2 separate regions of the Zea mays genome follow, and region 1 is linked to region 2. Evidence: chromatin contacts called from public Hi-C data. All regions are on one chromosome and are shown on one strand. Each heading gives the region's core, a stretch centred on a gene start, on an enhancer-like site or on the middle of the called end of the contact. The rest is flanking DNA. Distances are from core to core; before and after follow the strand shown.

What was found. Hi-C and Micro-C count contacts between places; a contact is called where the count stands out from the background.
Region 1: a Hi-C map of leaf shows a contact between it and region 2, with 5 times the contacts expected there. The contact joins the promoter of LOC100281545 here to the promoter of LOC100285538 in region 2. A contact is called at or near these places in 3 of 25 Hi-C or Micro-C datasets (ear and leaf).

Annotation. Positions count from the first base shown.
Region 1 is chr1:83,760,587-83,767,306 of Zm-B73-REFERENCE-NAM-5.0, reverse strand. LOC100281545 reads left to right here and starts at 2,482. Exons shown (of 5, transcript NM_001367262.1): 1 at 2,482-2,646; 2 at 2,810-3,655; 3 at 4,394-4,806; 4 at 6,400-6,460. The coding sequence starts at 2,981.
Region 2 is chr1:83,535,159-83,541,621 of Zm-B73-REFERENCE-NAM-5.0, reverse strand. It overlaps LOC100285538 (ATP binding protein), which reads left to right and starts at 4,112. Exons shown (of 5, transcript NM_001158429.1): 1 at 4,112-4,436; 2 at 5,033-5,048; 3 at 5,125-5,198; 4 at 5,297-5,423; 5 at 5,512-6,061. The coding sequence starts at 5,046. The coding sequence ends at 5,811.

The DNA of each region.
Region 1 (6,720 bases), core at 1,233-3,732, 230 kb before region 2:
CTCTTCGTCGGTGTTGTCGTCGACAGAAGCAGAGCTGCCAGCTCTACTGTCGTGCAAAACCTCGAGCTCTGTCGCCGCCGCACATGCAGCATCCACCGCCTCCGCTGCTTCTACTTCCGCTCTCGCTGCTGCCAGTTCTGCCGCCGCCAGCCGTGCTGCCCTCGCCGCTGTCGCTGCAGCCGCCGCTGCTGCTCGCTCGTGTTCTTGTGCCACGGCGACCTCGGCCTCTTGCTGGCGCCGCGCACTCGAAGCGACCGAGCGTAGGGACATGGTGGGCTAGTTATGGGTCGTTGCGTGTGGAAGAGGCTGTCTCAAACGAAAGGCTGCTCGTCTGAGCAGGAGAGGAAGGAACAATTGGAGCTCTTGTTGCCGACTGAGTGTGTAGAGAGGCGCGGGAAGGAGATGAGCAAGAAATATTTAAGCTGCATGATAGTTTGGCTCCGATACCAATTGTAAGTAGAGGGACTCTAACTCTCATCAAGAGGATGACAATATGAGTTGGGGCAATTTTTCTATTTATTTCCTCAAACACTACACAATGCCATACCCATCTAAGGGTTGGAGACACATATTTATAGCCCTAGAGGTTGCACTACCACACCTTCTCTCACACATACACACTACACAACAGGATTGTCCTCTAGATGCTAAAGAGACTACAGAGGACAGTCAAAAAGCGACTGCTGTCCTCTAGATGCTAAAGAGACTACAGATGACAGTCAAAAAGCGAATGTTGTCCTCTAGATGCTAAAGAGACTACAGAGGACAGTCAAAAACCGAATGTTGTCCTCTAGATGCTCAAGACTTATTCCATCATGGGAAACTATCTGCTCGGGTAATAAGCAACAAAGGGGGGCCTAGGTGTAAAAGACATGGGGCTCTAGAACACATGTCTTCTGATGAAGCTGATTCACAAACTTCACTTGCCTGCCTGCTCATCTTGGGTAGCCTAGGTCCAAGAAGACAACACTATCCGCCCTATTGGCGAACACTGGAGAAACCTTCAACAAGTCATCCCTTTATACAGAGCTATTACCTCTGTCGTCCTTGGCAATGGCAAAAGCACAAACTTCTGGCTAGACAAGACTGGCTTCACTGTGGCCCGATAGTAGACTGTTTCCCCTCTCTGTCTAGCCACACAAAAACTACTATAGGTGGTAAATGATGGACTGTCGCTTCAGCTCACCAACCACCTCAGCACAGCGGCTCACCATGAGCTTGTGGAACTGCAACATCTGATCCTCCTCGTGACCTTGTCCGAACATCACGATGAGAGGCGTAGTCCTCTGTTTGGGCATGACGGGGGCCTGAAAACCGCAGCTCTTTACATGATGTTTCAAAGCTCAGCCTACCCAAGTTCATCGGCAAAGAAGTTAGTTTGCTGACAGTTAACAATCATCAACTGTAGACGGTTGTTGATGGACCTTTGCCGAGCGTTGTATTTCACCAAGAGCTTGGCATTCGGCAATGCCCCCTTTGCCGAGCACCAGTGTATGCCGAGTGTTTTGCACTCGGCATAGGAGGTCTGTGTCGAGTGTCTTTGTTCGCTGAGAGTGTCCGATAAATTGCTCTCGCCAAAACGCTAGACACTCGACAAAAGAGTCTGATTTGATTTGATAGTGTAAAGATATGCCCGTAGCTTATTTTGTTTCTACTTCATCCTATAAAAGGTGCTCGATCGACATGATTGGAATAGTAGAATAGACGGGGGCGCGTTGCTTATGAAGTCAATCCGCGGAAGGATTGCGCACTTATAGCCGGATTAAGGAGGAAGCAAAATCATGGAAGGTGTATGAGAGTTACGTGGCGGCCCCACGCCCATGGACAGCGTCCGGGAGCAGCTGGCCCCCACCGTTGCCTCCATCAGGCTGTTTTTTAAATGGCGGTTAGTTGGCAGGCGTGGACCACGGACGTAGGTCTCCTGGCCCCACCGTCGGCGGCTCGGCGCCAGCTGGGACTGGGAGTCTGGGAGGCAGGCAACTAGTCGTACTAGTACTGCTAGCGCTCGCTTCCCCGCCGGCCGCTGTTGGACACGCACGCCTATGCTAATGCTATGCATCGGTCCATCGTTTCGTTTGCACAATCTGGAGGCATCATGTCATATACACTGGCCATCCTGCCAAGTGCCAACTGCCATCGCCAGGTATTGTAAACACTACTGGTACAGTAGTAAGCACACGTACGCTCATGGCGCGGCACAGGTGGGGGTGGGGTGGAGGAGCAATCAGCAGGCGGGGGAAGAGAATCTGTCGGAACGAACTAACGATCGAAACAGTGACGCTGCAACCGCCACCAGGCACCAGCCAGCTAGCTATCTAACCGATCGAGCGACGACCGACGGGCGAGCGAGCGAGGAGAGGATCGCTCATCGGTCGCTGCTTCACTAGCTCGTCGGCGGGGGGGATCGCCCGCCTCTCGCTCTCTCCTCTCGTCTCGTCTTTCTAGCTGCGACTGTGTACTATACTAGTCCGCATCCGCACACTAGCCAGTAGTTGTCCAATTCTCCAAGTGGTTCAGAGGAGCTAGCAGTACCTCACGCGGAGTATATGAGCGAGTGTTGGCACTGGCGCTGTCTATCCGCCTATCATCCCTCCCCAGCCCGAAAAGCTATGGCCCTGAGCTCTCCTCCCTCGCCCTGGCGCAAAGGTGCGTGCGTCGTCGCTGCCGACGCTGCTAGCGTTTGCTGCGTCCGTCTCCTTCGCTTCCTTTTCCCTTCCCCCTAGCTCCCTCGGCTCTGCTGCTTTGCCTTGCGCGCCTTTGTACTATTTTACTCCGCCTTTCGATTCTGCGCTGAGCTTTTCATCTCCAGTGTAGTGTAACGTACGTCAAGCCATCCATCCATCCATCGGCAGTTCGGCACCCGGCCAGCCGGCGGGCGCGCTGGGCTGCCTGCGGCTACACGTACGTCGTAATCCCGCTCTCCCGCCTCGCCCGCCCCGGTCGTCCCGGGCTCCCGGCCACAACAACTACACATAGACACATGGCGCATGATGAGCCAGGTTTCGCGTACGCGGACTACTTCGCGGCGGCGGCCGGCGCCGTGGCGACGTTCGTGCCGGAGGTGGACGTCGGCGGCGGCGGGGAGGAGGGTCTTCACCTCTACGGCCTGCAGCCGCACCACCAGCAGCCCGGGGTGGAGATGTACGGGGCCAGGGGCCACATGCCGCCGGCCGCGATGATGGCGGCGCACGGCGGCAAGGCCGCGCTCGGTCTCGACGTCGCTTCTCCCGTCGTCGGCGGGCACTTCGGGGACGACCACCTCCGGCAGGCTCTCCAGGCGCCGCTGTCGCTGTCGCTCCACGACGACGGGACCGCCGACGCCGCGCCGCTGGCGCTGCACCACCACCACCACCATCTCGGCGGCGTACCGCAGGCGCAGCAGCACCAGCCGCCGGGGGCGTGGCCACAGCCGCAGCAGCAGGGCGCGTGGCACCTGCGCGGCTCCAGGTTCCTGCGCCCGACGCAGCAGCTGCTGCAGGAGTTCTGCACCCTGCCCGTGGACACCGTCACCAGCACGCCCGCGAAGCCAGCGAGCGTGGAGGACGGCGTCGGCTCCTCGTCCTCGGCGGCGGCCCCGTCGCAGCAGATAATCCAGGCCATGGATGCGGCCGAGCTGCAGAGGCTCAAAGCCAAGCTCTACGCCATGCTCCAAGAGGTCCTCCTCTTTCTCCGATCGCTCATCAGTCATCAGTCATCATGCCTCAAACCCTCTCTCAGGCAGCAACAGCAGGCGCGCACAGGCCACATGTCCAGCAGCAGGATCAGGAGCCCTTGCTACTTGTCCTTGGAAATCTGAAAAGCTGCATGCAACTGGGAGTTCAGTTATGGCTTGTCTGAAGACACCTACTGGCCTTGCCATCTGCTTTTGGAAACCTCCATTCCTTAGCCTCCAACGCATCTGTACAGGGTAACCTGTAGGCTGCACCGCTGTAGGCTCCCGCAGATCAGCAGGGCCGTGTCATGACCCCATCACCCTGCATCTGCAGCTCCAGATCTCTGCATAGCTAGCAGCACTGCTCGGCTGCTCCATAACTGGTCTACTCTCTCTCTCTCCTCCTATCTTCACTTCTTCAGTCGGTGCCCGTCTCCTGCTCCCTCGTCTTAATCCCTCTCACATTTACCCTGCTTGCTGTTCCAGTACGTATATGCTGCACGGCTGTACAGTGCGATTCATTTGGTAGGTGCAGCTAGCCAGAGTCACTGCACTAGTCAAAGTCGAGTACTTACACGAGTATACCAGCAGACAGCTACAGTGTCATCAATCCGGGAAGCTAGCTGTTGCCGTTTGTGATCGATCGAGAGCTTGGTTCCTTTGCATGGCATGGCATGGCATGGCGTCCAATATGGTTGGTGGTGCTCTCCCTAACTTTAACGGTGACGTACGACGATGCAGGTGGAGAGAAGGTACCGGAGGTACCGGGAGCAGATGAGGGCCGTGGCGGGGTCCTTCGAGGCGGTGGCCGGGGAGCGGGCGGCGGCGGCGTACACGAGGCTGGCGCAGCGGACGATATCCAGGCACTTCCGGAGCGTGAGGGACGGAGTGGCGGCGCAGATGCAGGCGGTGCGCCGGGCGCTCGGCGAGAAGGACGCGGACGACGGCGGCGTCGTCCCGGCGGCGGCCGGGATGATGGCCAACAAGGGGGAGACCACGCCCAGGCTGCGGGTCATCGACCAGTGCCTGCGGCAGCACCGGGCGTACCAGACCGGCGTCGTCCTCGAGAGCCAGCCGTGGAGACCGCAGCGCGGCCTGCCGGAGCGCGCCGTCTCCATCCTCCGGGCGTGGATGTTCGAGCACTTCTTGCACCCGTAATATCATCGTTCCGAACTCTTGCTCCTTCCATCCCGCTCAGTAAATTTGCACGCTTTTGTGTATAGGATTGGCGCCCAAGTTAAGATAATCTTCGCCCGGCCGTGCCTAAACACCCATCCAAGACAAGTCGTACCGCCCTAACAAACTAAAGAGGCTAGTAGCAATCATCCATGTGAATCGTGCTAGCTACTCCTAAAAATAGTGCTTCGCGTTCTTCTTCGTCCCAAATTATAAAACTAAAGCGATCAAGCTTTTATAAATGCACAACTTTTAGTATGCATTTAAATACATATTATATCCTGAATAAATAATAAATATAATATAATATATCTAAAAAAATAATTTTATAATTTGAAATGAAGGAAGTAACATTTTACCCCGTGCTCTGTTATATATGACATCATTAATTCTGAGCCATATACATTTTATTTCCATTAAAGTTGGACATATAATTATATGATTTTTTTTCATAACTTAATACAAATGAATTTACTACTCCCGTTAAGTATATTTTGATTTTTTTTCAATACATATATTTACTGTGATAAATTTATTAACCACACCTTTTCAATTTCATCCGCCAAATAGTACTTCTCCGTATTTTTATGCCAAAAGTTTCTAAAGTTCGTTTACTATCTATCCATGAAGTATATATATACACTTCATTCCTTCATTCAAAAATGTTAAGTATATTTTGATAGGTCAAAAGTTAAATAAAATAAAATTTGACCCCTATTTTCTTCTACAGTAAGTTGCGTCTCAATATTTCTCATAGACACTTCGGTTTGGATACAAATCTATCAATGCAAGTAGTATGTTCTACTCTTGTGTATAATATGCGATTAAAGTTTGTGAAATTAAAATTTTGCCTATATAAAATATGCCTACAATAATTATGGGATGGAAGGAGTATGTGAGAATGGATGGAGTACCTTATTAGTGATCTATTACTATTCTTCAGCAAAGGTAATATCATATGTCAAGGACAGTTATGGGTTGTTATACTTTGCGCTTATGTACTCCTAGTTAGTTATCCCCATAGATATATGCTACTTGCCTGGTTGTTGCAATACTATTTTCTCACTATATTAGCATCCCCAACTGAAACAAAATAAGATACCATTACATGGTTATATATGGTGCTTTAATTAATTAGGAGCAGCCGTAATATCCATGGATAAATCATATCGGGACGATACTCTATTTCTTTCTCAATACAATAATTAATGTAATAATGTGCTTAGGTTATCCCTCGTCGTCATTGATCAAGAAACTGACTTGTTAAGCATAGCTAGCACTCCAGTTGCCAATGAGTATTGTTCTTCCTCCATTATACCGTTACAATGTCTGCATCAAATATATACCACACTTGTCTTGTACGAATATTCTCGTGTAGTACCAATGTGTGTGGTCTACATCAATATCGATCTCTAGATACTATATAGCAAATATATAAACATGTTGCATTATTACATTGCATTCTTCTTTCCAAACTGCACACGCTAGCAAGCATATACATCATCCTATCCTATACGATATGGAAAACAAATAGTAACTAACACACCTAGCTGGTATATCCTCTCATCCAGGTATCCAAGCGACGTGGACAAGCACATCCTGGCGCGCCAGACCGGCCTGTCACGCAGCCAAGTACGCATACGCTTGCTTCCTTCTTCTATCTAATTTTGCCATCAACTCTCCAACAAAGTCCGTACATAGCAACTAGCTAGATGCCGCTCACCCACAATCATTTTGCCTAGCTTATTTGCATAGCTAAGCATCATATCTGCATTTGCGATGCTGTCGTACGATGGCACACGCATCGGCCGGCGCGCGCTGTGGGTGCCCCGTCGATCGGGTACCACGTCGGAGTCGTGCGCGCGCGCGTCTGCATGCCCTTCTCTATCGAG
Region 2 (6,463 bases), core at 2,863-5,362:
ATGCACATTATTCCCCACAACTTGTTGAGAGATGAACATATGTGAGTTCACCCTTATTGTACTCACATCCCCCTAGGACAAGAGCAGGTACCACAGGATGAGGCACACGAAGGATGTTGTGATGAGTTTGTGAGTGGTCTAGGTCGTCATCTCTCAGTCAACTTTGGTTGCTGGATCGTTGTCTTCGTATGATGTAATTATTTAACTATTTTTGTATATAACTCCATTATATATAAAGATGTGACATTCGTTCTTGTACCATGAGTCATCATATGTGTGAGACTTGATCCCAGCACACATGTGAATCGTGCCCGGGTTTGGACCCCTGAATCTGGGTGTGATAGTATGTGAGCTCATCCTTGATGTACTCACATCCCCCTAGGTCAAGGACAGGTACCACATGATGAGGCGCGTGAAGGATGCCATGATGAGTTCGTGAGTGGTCTAGGCTGTCGTCCCCCAGCCAACTATGGTTGCTGGATCGTTGTCTTCGTATGATGTAATTATTTAACTATTTTGTACAGAACTCCATTATATATTAAAGATATGACATTCGTTTTTGTACCATGATTCATCATATGTATGAGACTTGATCCTAGCACACATGTGCCTCGCGCCCGGGTTTGGCTCCCTAAATTCGGGTGTGACAAATAGGTTACAAGTGGGTCTACAAAACCAAGCATGACTCTATAGGAAATGTAGAAAGATACAAGGCTATACTTGTGGCCAAATGGTTCACATAGAGAGAGAAAAATAAATTAGCATGAATTTTTCTCACCTGTCTTAACCAAAGACTCATTGAGGATAATCATAAAGTTAGTTGCCCATTATGATTTAATCAAATGGGTGTAATGATGATATTTCTGAAGGGAGAGTTGATAGAAAATGTTTACATGGCACTACCTAAGGGTTTTGTCATAGGAGGGAAAGAAAACATGGGATGTCATTTAAGAAATTCCATTTATGGATTAAAGCGAGCTTCTATACAATGGTATCTCAAGTTTGATGAGACTATAATAAATATGGTTTTAAGTAAAATAAGGATTATAATTGTATTTATGCAAAGTTTAAGAGTGGAAAGTATATATTCCTAGTTCTGTATGCATATGACACACTACTAGGTAATGGCGATAAGAACCTGCTGCTAGAAACAATGTTTATTTCTTCAAAATTTAATATGAAAGACATGGGAGAAGCCTCCTATGTGCTAAGAACGGAAATCCATAGAGATAAACAAAGGAATATTAGAACTTTCCCAAAAAAGTACAAGTACATAGAAAATGTACTGAAGAGATATGGTATGCACAATTGTAGGCCCTCACATATACAATAGTCAAGGATTATAAGTTTGAGAATTATCAGTGCCTTAAGAATTAGTATGAGATAGATTAGATGGAGTCATAATGTATGTTTCAGCTATTAAAAGTATTATGTTTGCTCAAATTTTTACTCGCTCTAACTTAGCCTTTTACAACCAGGATTAGGGATGAAAGTGGTAATCCGAACTGTTAGGACAAATTTAATATTTTAAAATAGATATGTATAAAATTTGATGTTGATCTTTTGTTATGTTATCAAGCACATTAGTACAAATATGAATAAAATATTACATACATTGTTTTATGTATTATTTGCTCCCTACAACACAAAAAGTTGAAAAAATTACCGGATTTATTTCCGAATCCATACCGAAATTTATATCTATTATCTAAGAAAATGTAGGATGAATTTGAGGTTTATATTTTATGAATCTTAACAAGCTGGATGTTAAAAACAAGAATACAAATTTGTATTGTATATTCTATATCCTATTTATTCGAAAAACGACTAAAAACTGGTTACCGAAAAAATACCGTTTCCGACCGTTTTCATCCCTAACCATGATGCATGGGAGATATCAAGTCAATCTAGATATAGAGCACTACAAAGCAATTAAGAAGACTCTAAGATATTTGCAAGAAGTAAAAGGCCTCATGCTTACATATAGAATATCTAGTTCCTTTGAGATAGTCAGTTATTCAAATGTCGACTGGGCAAGTTGTGTTGATACGTTAAAATTCACTTCTGGATATATCTTTACACTTGTTGGGCTATTTATTGGAAGGGATGTAAATAGATAGTCGTTTCATATCGATAATGCATGTTGAGTTTGTGGCAACATATGAGACCACTGGGAATGCAATGTGAGTAAAGAAATTTGTACCCAAATTAAGAGTGGTTGATAACGTAGAAGGACCACTGAGAATATACTATGACAATGAGCCAGCAATATTTTACTCCTACGACAAGTCAAGAGGGTCTACCAAGTACATTGACATCAAGTGTTATATTGTTAAGAAAAATATATAGGATCAAACTATTAAATTTGAGCATATAAGAACCCATCTGATGTTAGCGAATTCGATCACAAAAGATCTTCCACCTAGCGTGTTTAGAGAGCTCATAGTCGACATGGGATTAAAGGAAAACCTATGATTTTGAACCAGATGGTATTAGATAATCATCTCACAAGATTGAGAAAGTTACCATACCTTAAGGTTGAGGGGAATGTTATAGTCAATGAGTTCATTGACACATAATTGATCTTTGTAATGCATTGGGCTTAATGTGTCAACTTGTCAAAGGGTGGAATATAGAAAGTTAAAGAACAAGAAAGCCGAGAACAAAAGGGGAATGTTGGATATGACCTCGGGCTTGGTCAAAGGATTGGCTTAAGAACGAACTCGTGCCCTGATTAAAGGCACAATCCTATCCCACTAGTTGTGCCCCCTATCTTACAGTCACTATAAATATGAGGTAGGGGTCAACACATAAGCCAACACCTCCTGTTCTCCCATAAACCCTAGTCTCCACATACAATCGAGACATGAGCTCTCTATAGTGCCTATTGACCAGAATCACCAAACCCTAGCCATGCACCCGTAGAAACCAAAGTTCATATACTTCGCCCCAAGGCCCACTATGCAAGGATGAGTAGAACCAAACTAGGAAGCAGACGCTCAACTTCTAGATCTTACGGTGACCTCGACTGCCGCCGTCCACCTTGGGCCCGAAGGTATGCTACATATACTCCCTCACCCTCCTCCTCTACCTCTCATTAGTGTACAAGTTATGAACCTATTTGATCTACTAGATAGGACAAAGACGAGTTCAAAGGGAATCTACTAGTTCCTAAAGTCAAGAAAGGATATTCAGAATCATCAATCTTCAGAACCCAAATTACTTGTTAGATAATCAAGAATTGGGTGTCCTTTTTCAGCAATACAAATTTCTCTTCGCCATCAAATTAGAGGATCAAAGTACTTACTTAGAAGTTCATCACTTGCAACGAAGGAAACCAATACATCATCTTCAAGATTGGGAGGAACCTTAATCACACGCCTCACCTGTTAGTTAAGCAAGCTCATGTAGCCATGTCCTCTCTTTCTCCCTCATACTATATATTATGTTTAAATTCGACTCATTCCTCTCAGTGTCCCTTAACTTAAGGGAAGACTCTTCTCTGTGAACTAGGAGTCCTTCACTCCTATCACCTCATTATTTTTGAAATAAACTAAGTTTTTTCTTAAAAAGCAGGGGCATATTTAGGCGTAGGCATGGCCTAAATAGAACCTCTAGTACCCCTTAAAGCTTGACCTAAACTCGATCTGGCCTATGTGTGGCCCAGGCTAAGTACTGGTTGTTTGAACGCACTGAAGATAATAGTTAGTTAGCTAAAAAATGATATTGAAATTAGCTAGCTAACAAATAGCTAGATAACTATTAACTAATTTGCTAAAAATAGCTAATATCTGAACTATTAGCTAGACCGTTTAGATATCTCAGCTAATTTTAGCAGCTAAGTATTAGTTTTAGTATATTTAAACACCCTTTAGGGCTAGTTTAAAAATCTCATTTTTCTAAAAAATTTCTTTGTTTAGAGAGTATGAACTAATTTCTCTCGAGAAAATGTAAATATGTTGAAAAAATGGAGTTTCCAAACTTGTGCGTTTCAGCCCATCGAATTTCTTCGTATCTATCCCATTCCACTATTCCAGCATCGCCCTGGCGTGCGCGCACCACGCAGTCATCCTCGCTCGTGGGCCGTGGCGTCTGCCTGACTGCCTGTCTTGCAGTTGCAGACCGTCCAAAACCTGGTGGCCTAGTGGCGATCGGCGGCCGGAGCAGCTAAATCTACCGGCCCGGCGGCTGAATCGATCGGCGCAGCGACCAAATCTACGGCCGGCGGGCGGGAGGTGGTCCCCTGGAGGCCGGATCGGCAAGTGGGGACTTGGGGGCGTCGGGCTGCTGGTGGGGTTTCGCTGGAGGCTGCCGTCGTGGAGCACCGGCCACCGGGGCTGGCAGGCGGGCATCAGCGATGGAGTAAAGGGTGCAGCACGACAGCACGCCAGCGGCCAGCAGGGGGCACCGGGCAGGTGGGCAGCAGCAGGGGACAGGTAATACGATCGCCAATACGATTCCCCCACTTTGGGAACTGCAATCTCTATTTCGATCGTAAATTTCTCGTTTTTTGGGGATTTGTACAGCATAATTGGACAAGACATTGAAGTCAACTTTCTATCCTACTCCGATCTCCACATGTTTTACAACCAATGTAAAGCCAACCTTGTAGGCAAGAACCTGAAACAGTAGGCATAGAAGAACAACCAACGGTCTGGGAGTCGGGACAGGAGCTAGCAATGCAAAATGAGCGATTGACTAAATGGTTCATTTTACCCTTAGCTTTTATGAATTATCGGTATATGGGCTGGGTGGTTCAACAGAGCACCCAAACCCTAACGTAAGCTATGTGTGTTCGGGCCTGATCCAGTGTTATAATGATTCGGGCTGGTTGGTGCCTACTACGATTAGTCGCGATTAGTTGGTCCAATCAGTGCCATGGTAACTAGGATTGATTAGATAGTTTGATAACATTGGTCTGATCTAATTACATGTGTTATGCTGCTTGCTAACTTCGTTTTTTCTTTTGCAAAAAATATCCGGTATACGCCATCCACCCCTGGATGTATTTTCACTGAATTGGCTATCGTAGGCTGCAAGCAGAAATGGTAACTTGCTCTGAGTTAGAAGGTAGCTGATTGTTCAGCGTGGATAAATATTGTTTCTAACCAAATTAAGTTGCAGGACATTAAAGGTCTTGAGGCAGATAAACTGGAGTGCAGGCTCTATGTAGGGAACCTAGACTTCAGGATGTCAGAGTGAGTTACTTGTTTCTTGTATATCTATTTGCATGTTCTTTTCAAGGTTTGTCCTAGTGTTCTCCAAATTAATTAACATCGTTGTGTTAATTTTTCAGGTCCGATGTAATCAAGATGTTTTCCCCTTTTGGAAAGATTACAGCCGAGGATTTTCTGTGGCACACACGCGGTCCAAAGAGAGGCGAACCCCGGGGCTATGCCTTTGTTCAGTACACCACTAAAGAGGTAATTGTAGTATACATCTCCTGTGGCAAATGACAGTTGGTTATGGTATTCCCAGTTCTCACCTTTGGCACCTGATGTAAGCATTCAGGAAGCTCAGTTAGCAAAGGAGAAGATGAATGGAAAGTTAATCTGCGGACGCCCAATGGTAGTTCACCTTGCTAGTGAGAGAAGTTCTCTAGGCTCTTCAAGTTCACATAGAGCAGTCAAAGACAAGAAATTGGCAGGTGGTTCAGGTGCCAAATCACAATATACTGATACAGCTGCAAAGATAGCTGCTATAAAAAATAAGTTGAAATCTCTGGAGGATGGGGGATGTAGCACAAAAAAACCAAGACTTAATCCAGACAACTTGACAGAAATCAGGGAACAGTCTCATAAGAAGTTTTGAAGCGAGGATTTTTTTTCGTTCTCTGGAACATTGAGTGCTTTTGCCCTCTCATACTGGTGACACTTCTAAAGCTGCTGCTATTCTATAATTCTAGCTTCAGTTAGTCAAGTGAGTCACAAGTGTAGTGTTTCCACAGTGTATCAAATATGTACAATAGTTTGTACCGATCATCTTTTTCCTGAATGAATTGCCCTTTTGATGGGGGAATCATTGTGACTACATACTGTTTTGTTATTGACAACATATTCTCAGTGTGCCCCTGTTGAACATATGTTTCCTTAACTTAATTGTGTCGCATTAGTTTATCCACCTATACTTAAATCGCTGACCACACTTTTCTAGAAATACATCTTGTGTGCATAAAATTATTTTTATTTTTACTATTTTGGATTTAAACTAGACTCTAACATTTTGGAAACTTTCTATTATTTTGTTCTGTTCTGAAAGATTCTATTCTTGTTGGCGAAGTATTATATATTTATATTACCATTTTGTTTGTCATTCCACATAATGCAATATGATTCTACGGGTATGCCTCTAGGGTTTTATGTGCTTTCATGATTTTGTAAGAATATTCTTGCACAGGGAAGTTTTGTGAGAAACCAGTTCATCTGCACATGTCTACCTGCAAGTAGAACAAAACCCACAGCGA